Regions from separate parts of the Sus scrofa genome. Here region 2 is linked to region 1. Evidence: chromatin contacts called from public Hi-C data. All regions are on one chromosome and are shown on one strand. Each heading gives the region's core, a stretch centred on a gene start, on an enhancer-like site or on the middle of the called end of the contact. The rest is flanking DNA. Distances are from core to core; before and after follow the strand shown.

Region 1 (2,884 bases), core at 201-2,700:
CTTGCTGTTCCTTGTGCCTCCCTCTGATCAAGTGTTACTTTCTAAATCAGGCCTCCTCTGGCCCCACTTTGTTCATCTGCCTGCCTCCCTCTGATTTTCCTCCACATCTCTAATCACCACCTGACACTGTATCTATTTAGTAGCTGATTGTCTCCCCTTCCCCTGGTCCAAGCTCTGCAACAACATGGACTGTCCTGTTCATTGCTCTAAACTTAGAGCCCAGAGCAGTGCTCCTTACAGGGTAGATGCTCAATAAATACTTACACCAAGTGAAAATTCCAAAGTGCCACGCCCTTTCTCTGAATTCCTGTAATACAGGTCTGTATCACTCTTGTGGGACTTAGCTGAACTACTTTTATGCCAGTGGCAGCTGTTCCTCCACTATGAGTTACCTGAGGATGGGGGTCTGGGTCACAGCCTGGTTTGTGGTCCTCATTTCTGTCCTTCGTGCAACACTTTACACTTAGTCCTCTCATAGGGGCCTGATTTAAATCTCACAAAAGAGAGAGCAAGCTAGGGAAGGCAGTTATTATTAGCAGGGCTAGCGTCCCAGGTCTCCTGCCTTCTAGACCAGGCCTAATAAATATTTGTTGAATGAAGAAGGAGAGAGAGAGAAAAAAAAGAATTTCTGAGTCACCGTGGAATGAGGTAGCCCTACTGGGCAAATGGGTGGGTTCTCTGCAGCACATCTAAAAATACCCTCAACATGTAACATTTATTGGGCCGGGTTTTCTAATTTCTACTGTGTCGTCCTAATATCATTCCTGCAGCAGGTAGTTGTGAGAGCATCTTTACATGTCACCTGGTATACCGGCCTGTATACGTACGGCCGGTGCTCAGTGACTGGTGTGACCTGAGGCTGATTTTTTAGAGATCCGGCTCAAGTGCAGTGACTTGCTCCAGGTCCCACACGGAACAAGCGGCAGTGCTGGGATTCCATCTGAGGTTCGCTCACTACGCTCTCTCAGGGAAGGGCTGGCTCCGCGGGCCGCACCAGTTCCGGGTCCGCCGCAGGAGCAAGCGCGTGCACTGGGTGGGGCGGGGAGGGACTGACCCCTCCCAGCCCCAGTGCCTTCCGCATCCTCGCCCGGAGGCCTGCGGGCACCGTCCCTCTGCCACCACCCGCAGCTGCACCCACAGGACCCGGGTTGGATCTGGCTACACGCAGAAGGCCGCTCGGGGCCGGAGCTGCAGTGAGTACCCTCCCCAGGACCCCCGGACCCGCCCACCCGTCCCGCCGACCGCTGCGCCCCGCCCCGCTCGCAAGCCCCGCCCCTCACTTCCCCGTTCTCTGCTCCTCCCCCTCGCCGAGCTCCATACTTGGCGATCGCCGCGGCCCTGCGCGCTCATTGGCCGAGAGCCGGCTGCGTGGGGGGCGGGCCCAGGCTGGGCCGGGGCGGGGAAGGAAGGTGGCGGCGGCCCGGCGCGGGGGGAGGGGGGCGCTGACCCGGATGTTCACTCCTGGGCACCCGGGGAAGTGGAAGCGCCGGGCCCTGCTGCGGGGGGGAGAGCCACAGACGCCGGGACGGGACCGCCGCCGCCGCCGCCACCATGGTAAAGGCCCGACGCTCCCCTTCCCCCAGGCCTGGGAGCCCCACTGGAGCTCGCGTCCCCCTCCTCCCGCCCACCCCCGGCCCGGGAAGGGTGGGTTCACCGGGTGGGGGAGGGGCGAGGTCCCGGAGCCCAGGTAGACACCATCCTCATCCGCTCCAGAAGGGGCCACCGGCCTGGGCGGCTTAGGTGTGCAGCGACTCTGCCTCTTGCTCCTAGCCCCCGCTGTTGGCTCAAGCTAGCGTCTCATACTCCACCGCTGGGTGTAGGCTAATCTCCCCCATGGCCCAGGGTAGACCCTCCTGGACCCGTGGTCCAGGCCAGGCACCCCCTACAAGGACCCAGGCGTGGTCCTTCTTTCTCCTCTTGGCCCAGGCCAGGTCCCCATCCCCCGTCCCTACGGCCCAAGCTAGGCCGTCTTTATTTCCTCCCATAGCCCTGGCTAGGCCTCTGTCCCCTACCTCCCCTCTTCTCGGTGACCTCAGTCCAGACCCCCGTTAACCCGTCCTCCAGTGGCCTCAGCCCACATTGGTTCCTCTCTCCTGCATGACTTCAGCCTAAATCTTCTCTTCCCGCCGTGGTTTAAGTCTGGACCCCTCTTTTCCACCCCTGGCCCCGGCCTGGACGTCACACCGTCCCCCGTCCCCCGCCCCGATTCTCTTCTCCGGACTTCTCACCACTCTTGGCGTAGCTTGCGTCAGCCCCGCTCTCTCCTGGGCTTTACCCTCCCTCCTGGGCCCTGCTCCCTACCCAGGTGGTCCCCTCGCCTCTACCTGGGGCGAACCTTCTTTGCTACCACTGGGAAGCGAGAGCGGCTCTCCAGCTCGGGTGGGGATGGGGGTCCCGGGGCTGTGCCGTATCAGGTTGGAGGGGTGCCCCTTTTCTGGGAGGCCTCCTGGGAGCGAGCGAGGGCAGGGCGGGCATCCGTGTGCCCGGAAGGCAGCGGGGCGCTCTTCGGGCCCTTCCCCTGGCCGCCGCCTCGGTGCCGCGGGGTGCGGTACTGGCGGAGCGTCCGGCCGGACGACCAGGGTCCAGGGCGATGGGGCGTGAGCGGGTGCGAAGGGATGTGGGTGGGGGAGCCGGCGGCACAGGGATGAACGCACAATCGCCCTTGTGAGGCTGCCGCCCTTGGGGGCCCCCGGGCTCTGAGGCCACCAGACGGCCCGGACACGATGCACCCTAGCAGGCGCAGCCTCCCTTTCCCCCTCAACTGTCAGCTCGTGAGGGTTGGAACTGCTGATTATGGAGGTGCCACGGATCAGGTGAGCCAGACTCCGAGGGAGAGAGTTCGCTCGGCCTGTGCTGTTTGTTTTGGTAATGAGGGCAGGTGCTC
Region 2 (2,884 bases), core at 220-2,719, 150 kb before region 1:
TTAGGAGAGGTTAGGACTGAGGCTGTGAGCCTGGACCAGGCTAAAGGGGGGCAGAGCTGAGATGGGGGCTGCGGTTAATAAGACGGTTTAGTGGAAGATGCGATCATGGTGTTTCAGGGGCATCACTGGCCTGAAGGGTGAGGGCTGGTTATTATGGGTCGGATTATAGCAGAGCTTGAAGAGAAATGTCATCAACGGAGGCAGAAGGCCACCCGCCTATCTACCCCCCTCGACAGGGTACGGCTGAAGGTCAGCTGGGCCTGCAGAGGCGGTGCTATAACTCAACGCACCAGGCCCAGCTTCTCCCCCACTCCTGGCCAGGACTCCAGAGGAGGGGATGGGTCACACCCAGCTTCCCCAGGCCAGTAGCCCTGAGCTCCAGCAGAAGCGTGGCCCCTGGAGCCTCCAAAGTTCAAATTCCAGCCTCCCACCCAGGAGCTGTGTGACCTCTGGAAGTAAGTACCCGCCTCCCTCAGCCCTAAAATGGGGAGCAGAGCCTTTCCCTTGAGAACGACCAGGAGGATGCAGCGCGAGCACCCAGCAGGCACCCTGAACTCAGGCCAGTTCTCTTCCCCCCGGGGGATCTTGGGAAGGGTGGGCAGGCATCAGAACCAAAGTCAGGTGCGGGAGCAAGGACGCAGAGAGGACGCCAGGCTGGTCTCTGCTTCCCACCCTCCGGCCCAGCCCCCAAGAACATCCCCTGCCCCCACTTCAAACTGGGGTTGGCTCTTTGCTAGCACGTTTTATTTTTTGTTGGCTTGGCTTTTGTTTTTTCAAGCAGCAGCTCAGTTGATCTTTTTTTTTTTTTTTTTTTTTTTTTATCTTTTGTCTTTTCAGGGCTGCACCCCTGGGGCATGTGGAGGTTCCCAGGCTAGGGGTCTAATTGGAGCTACATTGCCAGCCTACACCTCAGCCACAGCAATGCCAGATCCAAGTCACGTCTGTGACCTACAGCTCATGGCAACGCCGGATCCTTAACCCACTGAGCAAGGCCAGGGATGGAACCCACAACCTCATGGTTCCTAATCAGAATCGTTTCCGCTGCGCCACAACGGCAACTCCCCTGATCCCTGTTTTTTTTGTTTTTGTTTTTTTCTTTTTTTTTTTTTTTTTTTGATACAAGAGTCGGATCTTCCTTCCTGAGACTTGAGAGTCTCACTAAGGTTCTCACCCCTTCCTCCCCAAAGGTCACACAGCAAGTCATGGGACTCCCAGAATGCCAGAGTAGGAAGGACATTCCCCAAGCCAATCCCCTTGCTTTGCAGAGGGGCTGTCCCCAGGCCCCCAGCAAGTCAGGCCACACAGTGCCCTTCCCCGGGACCATGCAGTTCCCTGCAGTTGGACACTTGTGATCAAGCACCTTCTAGGAGGGTGGAGAGGGTAGTGAAGGAGAGGGCAGGGGGACCTGGGGCTCACGCAGGACTTCAGAGCCTGGAGGGAGGTTGAGGGAGGTGGGTTAAGAGGAACCAGTTGTTTGGGGCAGACGGATGCAGTCAGACAGCTGGAGGGGGTGGGGGAGGGGGGGTGCTCAGTTCCAGTTAAACTCGGGCATGCGGTTAGGGGAGAGGAGAGAGCTCCGATTTGCGGGAACTCCAAGGGCAAGGCCAGGAGGTTCTCAGGCTTGTGGGTCTCAGCCCAGCACACTGCTCCCTGCCTTCCAGTAGTCAGAGCTGCTTCTAACTGTGGCCGAGGCCTATTCTAGCACTCTTTTATATATTCATCTGTGCAGCTTACAGCGATCCCAGGAGACACTTACCGTGTTTCCCCCTTTCATTGAGGAAGACACCTAGGCACAGGAAGGTTAAGAGGTTTGCTCAGGCTTATACGATCAGTGTTTACCAAAGCCAAGATCTGGAGTTCGCTTGTGGCTCATCGGGTTAAGGACCCTGCATTGTCACTGCAGCTGCTCTGGTCGCTGCTGTGGCTGGGATTCCACGCCCGGCCCAGAAACTTCTGGAGTGGGCAAGAGGCCCGGGCTCCCCACCCCTGCCCCATCAACAGTCCAGGTTCAGCCACTGCCACGGTCAGCAGCTTGGGCCGCCCCAAGGGGCAGAGTTCAAATCCTACCCGGGACTCACCTGCAGATGAGCATGTGGCGGTGGCGGACCCCTGGCTCCTTGGAGCCTCAGGAAAAGGATGACAAGATCCTTCCTCAGGGCTGTGAGGAGGCCACCATGAGGGCGTCCTCAGCCAAGGGCGGGTGCCTTCTTACACCTCTGCCCCCACTCCTTCACTCCCAAATCCAAGGCCTCCGGATCCTCAGAGGCCTCGTGCCTACACCGGACCCATCGTGGGGCTGCTGACAACATGGAAAGAAGTCCCCTGGGGGAGGGGAGAGGACACAGGCTGACTCCTTCCAGCACGGCGGAAACTGAAGTGACAGCTGTGTCTCCTGCACAGGGAAGAGGTAGTGACTAACTCGGGTTTATTCCCTTGGCAGGTTGCTGGGGAAGGACGGACTGGGGCTGAGAGAATGCAGGCCTCTGGGTTGGGTTTGTGGGGTCCTCTCCAGGTTTCACACCCACCAGAACCTCCCTAGCATCTCCCCTGAGATGCTTCCCAACAACTCAGATGTCTGGGCCCCAGGCCTGGATACTCTGCCAGGGTCTGGGGTGTGACCCAGGGATCTGTACCCCCTCCCACATGATTCTGAGGCCCAGCTAGGCCAGAGATATGGTATGGCCACCCGACTTCCCAGGGAAGGGTCCCCCCATAACAGCACTGCTGACAGGGGTCACTGGCTGGGCCTAGTACCTGGAATCAAGCCATAAAACCACACCGCCCCATTTCCTCTTTTGGGTAAATCTGAATTTTTTTTTTTTTTTTTTTTTTTGCTTTTTAGGGCCATACCCGCAGCATATGGAGGGAGGTTCCCAGGCTAGGG

The links. A called contact is a pair of places that touch in the nucleus more often than the background predicts.
Region 2: a Hi-C map of mesenteric adipose tissue shows a contact between it and region 1, with 2.3 times the contacts expected there. The contact joins the enhancer-like site here to the promoter of CAPZB in region 1. A contact is called at or near these places in 1 of 5 promoter capture datasets (liver), 19 of 47 Hi-C or Micro-C datasets (alveolar macrophages, brain, embryonic fibroblasts and 10 more) and 2 of 2 datasets of contacts at active chromatin or transcription factors (alveolar macrophages and skeletal muscle).

The regions. Positions count from the first base shown.
Region 1 is chr6:77,911,183-77,914,066 of Sscrofa11.1, reverse strand. CAPZB (capping actin protein of muscle Z-line beta subunit) reads left to right here and starts at 1,450. Exons shown (of 9, transcript NM_001113444.1): 1 at 1,450-1,554. The coding sequence starts at 1,552.
Region 2 is chr6:78,063,031-78,065,914 of Sscrofa11.1, reverse strand. All of the region lies in intron 1 of NBL1 (neuroblastoma suppressor of tumorigenicity 1), which reads right to left. Among named protein-coding and RNA genes, the nearest start is that of HTR6, 13 kb to the left of the region's middle. Within about 2 kb of position 1,469, at least 16 of the 83 cell types and tissues checked have an H3K27ac peak or open chromatin away from gene starts, as enhancers often do. A contact at or near this core is called in mesenteric adipose tissue, omental adipose tissue and retroperitoneal adipose tissue, where this site is marked.